Linked DNA regions of Arachis hypogaea: region 2 is linked to region 1. A link is a contact called in public Hi-C data. All regions are on one chromosome and are shown on one strand. The core of a region is the stretch at or near the end of the contact, and the rest is flanking DNA. Distances in the headings are between cores, read along the strand shown. Region 1 has its middle 8.5 kb from the start of LOC112715109. Region 2 has its middle 12 kb from the start of LOC140175572.

What was found. A called contact is a pair of places that touch in the nucleus more often than the background predicts.
Region 2: a contact with region 1 is called in a Hi-C map of leaf, with 4 times the contacts expected there. The contact joins two enhancer-like sites. A contact is called at or near these places in 2 of 8 Hi-C or Micro-C datasets (leaf and an unstated tissue).

The regions. Positions count from the first base shown.
Region 1 is chr10:9,639,952-9,644,136 of arahy.Tifrunner.gnm2.J5K5, forward strand. No RefSeq gene overlaps it. Among protein-coding and RNA genes, the nearest start is that of LOC112715109, 8.5 kb to the left of the region's middle. Within about 2 kb of position 2,005, at least 2 of the 3 cell types and tissues checked have open chromatin away from gene starts, as enhancers often do.
Region 2 is chr10:9,876,457-9,880,641 of arahy.Tifrunner.gnm2.J5K5, forward strand. No RefSeq gene overlaps it. Among protein-coding and RNA genes, the nearest start is that of LOC140175572, 12 kb to the right of the region's middle. Within about 2 kb of position 2,340, at least 1 of the 3 cell types and tissues checked has open chromatin away from gene starts, as enhancers often do.

The sequences.
Region 1 (4,185 bases), core at 755-3,254:
TGTAAATATAATTAATTTAATTTGTGCAATATTAATAAAAAACATGTACAACAAATAGTAACTTAGTCTAATGATAACCTAGTTTGACCCGTCCAAATTTGACCAAATTTAACCTAATTGGTTGTTTAACTAATTCAAATAATAATGAATAATCCAATTTCATTTGAAAATAAGGTGACCAGATTTTCAATTCAACCGATTTGATCCAACAGAATTTGATAAGTATGAGCTTGATTTCAATGTTTTCACTTTTCTCCATGAACTTACGCTATCCCTCTAATAAATCTGCTTAATAATAGCTTAATGCATGAGTTAGTCTATTATAGTATTTACTATTTAGGCCTGAGGATACAAATAAAATAAAAAAACATAACATGATATGCGGTATTTCTGATGCAGTTGATCTAACATATGAGTATCCGTAAGTTATAAAATTAAAAAGATTCTAATACTATTAGTCATAGTTAATTATTAAAAGTGAAAGGAAATTAGTGGCATAAACATTGTCTCAGTCTAACCCCTTTTGTCGTAATGAGTTGAGCACCGGCAAACATTCCTGGTAACAGGGTCCAGGGAGCAAACAAAGATGGTTTCTTGCTCTGCTGCTCAATCCCACTTCCTTTTGTCTCTTAATTTAATTTAGTTTAACTTCTTTTTATGCACTTCGTGTGCCTACCCCTTACCATTCCCATCACACTTACTCACCTTATTATTGGGAAACAATGACACCAGATGCTCCATTATTCAATCAAAGGAGCTTATTGTAAGTTTTAATTTTATATTATGGAAAACGATCAAAGTCCTCCTAACTATTTTTCAATTATTTTTAAATATTTTATTTTATATTTTTAATATTTCATGACTTCTAATCATTATTCTCATTGTCTTCCTATATTTTTTCTATATTTTTCCTATATTTTTCTTAGACAGTTAGACAACCCTGAATCAATTTAAAATCCTAATCCCTAATTCCATGAACCATCTTCATCTTCACATTATCTTCTTCGCTTTCTCCTCTGATTGAATTCTTCACCTTATTTGTTTCCTTTGATTTAGTTCATTCGAGATTCTTCACCTTCTCTTTATTCAACTCAGACGAGATGGAGAGAACTTAAATAGAGATTAAGAAAAGCAAAGAAGAAGAATGAACATGGAAGAAAGAGAAGAGTGAGGCATGATGGGGAGAGAGAGAGAGAGCATGCCACTAGAATAGAAAAAGAAGACAAGAAGAGAGAACACAAACATTAAAGAAGAAGAATTTGAAACGAAGAAAGGGGAAAGAATGAAGAGGCAACTGCACCGTCGCCACTGCTGGAGTGGCTACTGTAGGAGAAGGTCATCAAAGCTGCTACTATCCAGAACCGCCATTAATGTTCTGTTCTACTTTGCCTCTCCTTGGTACGACTAACTCTGTTCTGTTGCCATTGTTTTACAAATGGTGAAAAGCAGATCAGCCCATGTCCCTATACAATATACATTACTACGGTCACCTATTTTGATGAATTACCTTCAATGTAAAACGTGAAATTGATAGCTAAGAATCATAAAATGATTTAAATGATTTAAAAGATCATCTGAAAATTAATCTCTGTCTAAAATTCATTTGTTTAATAAATGATCACTCTTATAATAGGTGGAATAAAAGTAGTTTATTCACATTAACCACACACACAAAAGGAATCCTTGCATAGTTGCAAAACTAATGTGTTGAAGTAATAAATTATCAAGTGAAAAGACATCATTATTCTTTTTCTTGTTATGGACAACGTGAACAAACAAACAAACAAACAAATATATATGTTTAGAATAAGTTGACAAGAGAGGACAAAAAGAAAAAAGAAAAAAAGTTGGAGGGAACAACCAGCAAACAAGGAATTGTTGATTGATGAGTCGCCAAACAAATCAGAGATTTTGTATTGTGGTAACAAACTTACATAGTAGGAGTAGCTAGTATAGCTCTCATTCTATAAAAAGGGTGGTCAATAACAACCCAAATATCGTTTTCAGGTACTTTTCGTGATCACATGAACTCATGTGTTGGGTATTTTATTCGATGGAAATAAAATAGGAGGAGGGGAATTAGTATAAAAGTCATAGTGGCCCATTGCATTTTATATGATATATTTGTAAAGTAAATGGGGAACACTAGCTAACTAGGTATATAGTTCTTCAACTGTTGCTGTTGTCAACGTGATCCGTTATTATCATTTTCATTTTTGGACTTTGATGATGAATATTTGAATAAACTTTAATAATTTTGGTCCTTAAATTTGTATTGGGCGATTTCCTCCTTATAGTTTATAGGATGAAAGAGTTTAATTTCTTCAGCTTTATTAGTGCTCGATTTGTATTTATTTTATTAAAGTAAAGAAATACAGGCATTTCTATTTTTTTTAAAAAAATTCTTTAATGTAAACAAGGAATATGTTTTTCTTTTAAAAAGTAACTTGTTAAGAAAAATAGTAAATTCTCTATTAAAAGAAGTATTTCTTATATTTCCTATCCAAATATAAATTTATTTTTATAATAAGAATATATTAAAAATAATTTTTAGAATAATACCGTAAATTAATTTTTAAAATTTTTTTCATTGTATACTTTAGTTCTCAACAAATTTTAATCACTAAATAAGTTTCAAAACTCTTATTCCTTAGATAAATTAGTCCCACATAAAATTATTTGTCTATATAGAAAGACTGATCTTAGAATATAATTTTAAAAAATTTTCAGGACTGATATGTCTTTATTAAATAAATGACAGAAGTTGATTTGTCTTTTATTAAAAATTTGATGTGAATATCGATATATCTAACAAAATAAAATGTTAGAAATTTATTTGGAGATTAAAATTTATTTATGATTAAACTATTTGATTAAAAATTTTTTAAAGACTGATCTAGTGTATTAATCTAATTTTAAAAAACTAATCCAAACTCACCCTTAAAATAGTTAATTATTCAAAATGTGATTGTCTAGGATGAATATAACATCTCAAATTTTTTAAAATTAAATAATTAATTATTGAGTCAACATATTATATTAAGATTTTGTTTTTAAAAAAATTATTTTTTAACAAAAATAATTAAATAAAATTTTATGAATATTTAAATTTAATTTAATTATAATTTATTTTATTAATTTAAATTATTTATTAAAATTATTTTAATAGACAAAATTTAAATTGATTTTTATAATAATAATAATAATAATAATAATAATAATAATTATTATTATTATTATTATTATTATTATTATTATTATTTTTATTATTATTATTATTATTAACGTTTAACAGGAAAAAAAAAAAAAAAGAAGAATACTTGGCCGAAGCCAAGGGGAACAAAGGCAAAAGAAAGATTGATACTATTATGTATACTATGCATGCATTAACATAACAATGACACATATATATATCCATTTCCTTTGATAAATATTATGACACCTAACCACCATTGCCTTGCCAAATCATCATCAACTCATTTAAGCATTTTCTCTAATTCATTCAGTAGTCATCGAACTTGCATTTCAAAATTATTAAAAACAAGAGTAAATAAGTTTCAAATTCAAGTTGTCACTTGAGTTTGAGGGGATGTTAGAATATAATTAGGATCAATTAGAATTAATTAGTATTATTTAGTATATTTGAATATTTATTATAAGAGATTATGTTTTTATTATTATAATTCTTTTAATACCTATAAATATCCTTTTATATTGTATCATTCTAGAAGAGTTGAATAGACAACCTGAGCAAACAACTTGAATATACTCAATAATACACAAATTATAGTCTCTTGTTTCTAACAATTTACATATAAAGCCCACGGTTTAACATTTTCAAATCAACACCATAACTATTTACTTTCCATCACCTTCCCGTAACCTTTCAATCATTTCATAATTAAACGTGCTGTGTTCTCTTTTTTCTTTCTTTCTTTTTCTTAACAAGCCAAACTCATATCATAACTTAAAACGAAATCTCTTCTTAAAAATTGGACTTCACCACCCATCCAGACTCCCTCAAATTCATCACTTTTTAAACCAAACTCAAATCCAACTTCATTCAACAATTATCAGTACGACAATTTCTTCAATAATTAACTCATCATATTACAATTTAACAGGTAACACTAATTTAATCACCTTTCACAGCCACAACTCAACCAATTCATCATAATCACACAA
Region 2 (4,185 bases), core at 1,090-3,589, 240 kb after region 1:
AAAGTTAAAAATACGTATATATAGTCAAATATTGTGTCATATTTAGTGATATTATTTTCTTTTATTATTTTTAATATCATTCATAACTAAAACACCTTTTTAAAAACTCATTTATATCAAAGTTTTTTTTGCATAAAATTATAATTTAATTTTTTATCTTTTATTATTATAAAAAATATAGTATAAATAATATAAATTATTTACTCAAATACTTTTAATATATATTTAAAATAAATTAATAAATAAGATATTAAAATAGATTTGTATTAATAAATAATTAATTTAATATGTTATGATATTAGTATTATAAAAAAATAAATAAACTTTTAAATAACTTAATTTTTATGTATATATTTTTTATTACATTTAATTAGTTGTTATAAGAATTAAAATATTTTTTATATAATAATAGATATAAAGAATTAAGGGAGAAAAAGTAAAAGGTAGAAGGAACAATAAAAATTCAAAATATAAAAAATGAGAATTGAATTCATGCTTGTAGAATTAAAATGCCACACATTATTCATTGGATTAAAAAAAGGGGCAATTTACACAACAAACTGAATGGGATTAAAATTACGCAAATATGTTTAAACAATTTTTGTTATATGTCTATTTTATAATATTTTTAATATAAATCGAATTAATTGGATTCGATTTAGTTACAATAGTAATAAACTGAATCAACTAGATTCGATTTTTTATATATATGTATAATGTAAAAGTATAAAATTGAATAACCTGTTTCGATTTATTATTTTTGCAATATATATACAGTAAATTGAATTAGTTTGATTCGATTTATTATTTATACAACTTATTGACATTTTTTACCTTTAAGTTAATTGTTAGAGTAAAGTATCGTTTTTGTCCCCAATATTTGGGGTAAGTTCTAAAGTTGTCCCTAACGTTTTAATTGTTCTATTTAAGTCCCTAACATTTCAAAATTGACTCAATGTTGTCCTGCCATTAGGGATCCGTTAGCAGAATTGACGGCGGGATAAAATTGAGACGATTTTGAAACATTAAGAACTTAAATAGGACGAAAACGTTAGGGACAAAAACGATACATAGAAATAAATTTTAATTTTATCCTTCAATAATATCAATTTTTTACTATACATAGTATTCAATTATTTTTTAATCACATCTAAGTAAATTACACTTAATCATATTACTTTCATTCTAAATAAATTATTTATTTTTATAATTTTACTCTTAAAGATTTTTAGTTATCATGAAATGTTTGTAGAATGACTAGTATATAAACTTGTGAAAGAGAAAAAAATAATATATATACAATAAAATATAAATTATACCTTTTGTCTCTAATGTATCAAAATTCTTTAAAATTATAAAAAAATAAATTTATTTAAAATGAAAGTAATGTGATTAAGTATAATTTACTTAGATGTAATTAAAAAATAATTGAATACTATGTACAGTAAAAAAATTGATATTATTAAAAGATAAAATTAAATTAAAATTTATTTTTATGTATCGTTTTTGTCCCCAATATTTTCGTCCTATTTAAGTCCTAACGTTTTAAAATTGTCTCAATTTTGTCACACTGTCAATTTTATTAACGGATCCCTAACGGCAGGACAACATTGAATCAATTTTGAAATTTTAGGGATTTAAATAGAACGATTGAAACGTTATGCGCAACTTTAAGACTTACCCCAAATATTGGGGACAAAAATGATACTTTACTCTTAATTGTTATTAATTTTAAAACATAAATGTCAATAAAAAATACCTTCTATTTAGATTTAAATAAAATATCAAAAAAACAAAACGAATAAGAATAAAAATTCAACTTTTGTGTTCTAATTTAAATTCTAGAAAATCTTCATTTTTATAAACTTGTAAATTTAAAATGGAACAATAAACAATTTCTAAAAATTCATTAAAAATTATTCTTTGATTCATTGGTATCTAAAAATTCATTATCAAAATTTTTAATATTAAAAAATTAATATAAAATATAACTCTCTAAAATAATATAAAAGTTAAAACTTTATTCTTTTTTAGAATTAGAAATAACAGATAATTATACAATATAAAATAATCAATTATATTTATACAATATGTAATTTAATTTAAAAAATAATTAAATATCGTATCAATTAAATTTTTATTTAATTTATAAAATTAAATATAAAATTTATATTTTGATAATGACATTATACTCTGAAAAAATCATTTAATTTATTAGTGTAAATTACCCGTTAAAATGACTTTTATTAAAATCTGCACATCCTATAATATATTAGAGAATTTCTAAATTTTCTGAGGGCCCACAGCACCCCACTTGTCCCATCCTCAAATCTGCTCCTGATTATAGGTTAATGATTTTTCTGACTTGGCCTAATTCGTAGAACGGAACCAATACATACTTCTTTTGGTTGAACTAGGTCAAAATCCATAAATTTATAGATTAACACACAAAAAAAACAAAAACAAACAGAAAATAGAATAATTTGATTAGGAAGATTAGCCGTCATTGGATGCTCTAGGAATTCCCATCAAACATCCACAAGTGCTCAAGAAACGACAAGATGAGATGGTATCCTATATTTCTTAAGCATAAAATAAGAGATTTAAGCTTTCCATAAAAAATTATGACCCCGAAACTTGTATTATTACAAAGATTTTTATTTCCAGACAACCATCTAATCAGACTCCATAACTATCAAATAAACGGGATTTTTCGTCCGTTCCCAAACATTGGAACTGAGGTAGCTCAAAAAGTGATTAAAAATATGGCTTAGCTAAGTTGGACATATTATTGTTAATAAAAAATTTTTATTTTTAATTTTATAAATACATAATAAATATACTAAAAATTTAAATTTTATATCATTTCAAAAAAAAATTCTAATTTAATTATTTTAATATGTATATTTCAGATACATGCTAACTAAAAAGAAAAGCTGAATAAGCAAATCCGACACCTCTCATGGTCATGGATGTTGTGCCGTTGATAATGATTAGATATTGCTGGTGGTTGTCATGGTGTTTGAGAGAGGATGATGTTGACGGTGGTGTTTGAGGAAGAAGAGGAAATTGACGGATAAGAGTAAAATGAAAAAAAAAACTAATATTGACCTGATAAATTTTTAATATTTAGAAAAATTTGAAAAATAATAGTATAAAATTCCAAACTTATATAAGATTTGATAACACAATTAATATAAATTAAACATTAAGAGTATTTTTTCAAAACTTATCTTTCATATTAGGATAAAGAATGAAAATTTATTGAATTTTAATTTATTCCTTGTTAAAATGTTAAATAATGTACATTATTTTTATTAGGAGATAAAAAAATTAATTTTATAGAGTATTTATCATAAAAAAGTTTCAATTTTTTAAAATAAATTACAAAAAATTCAAACGTAGACAAAAATTCTAAAAGATAAAACTGGTAAAAGATCTTTGAAAAGATTTTAAAATATTAAAGAAAATAACCAATTATCAAATAGTTCTATGTTTATTACATAAACATTTGTGTTTCTCACATCAATGTTATTTTTAATATTGGAGAAGTGTGTGTTTTATTGTATTACGAGGGTGATGAGGTGCATCACAAAATTGTGGAGGATAATTAAAAAAAAATTTGAGCATTAGATTTGAATACCAAAATTTTAGGATTAGATTTGTATTTATAATTTTTATTTTTCTAAAATTAAAAATTTAAGAATCAACTTTGTGTTTATGAATTTTTTTATTATTTTAAAATAACAAATCTAACCTTTCAATTTATATACTTCTAAAATTTTATTATAAAATTTGACTCTCTTATTTTTTATCTTCATATTAAAAAAATACTTAATTTATCCATAACAATGGATAACATACTATGCTTTTTTTTTATTTCTAAAAAAAATTAGCCACATCTTTTAAATACAATTTAATAGTTTACTCAATTTATTAAAATAAAATATTTTATAAACACAAAATTAACTACAATATATATATATACATTTATGTGTATTTATATATATTATTTTATATATTTTTTAATAAAACAATTAATTATTAGAATAATTATACTTATCATAGTAGAAAAGCATTACATATCATTATGGAATAAGCATACATGTCATATTCAAATAAACAAGCTTTTTTACAATCACATAACTAAAAATCTTTTAGACTTTTACAGCTTAATAATTAAAT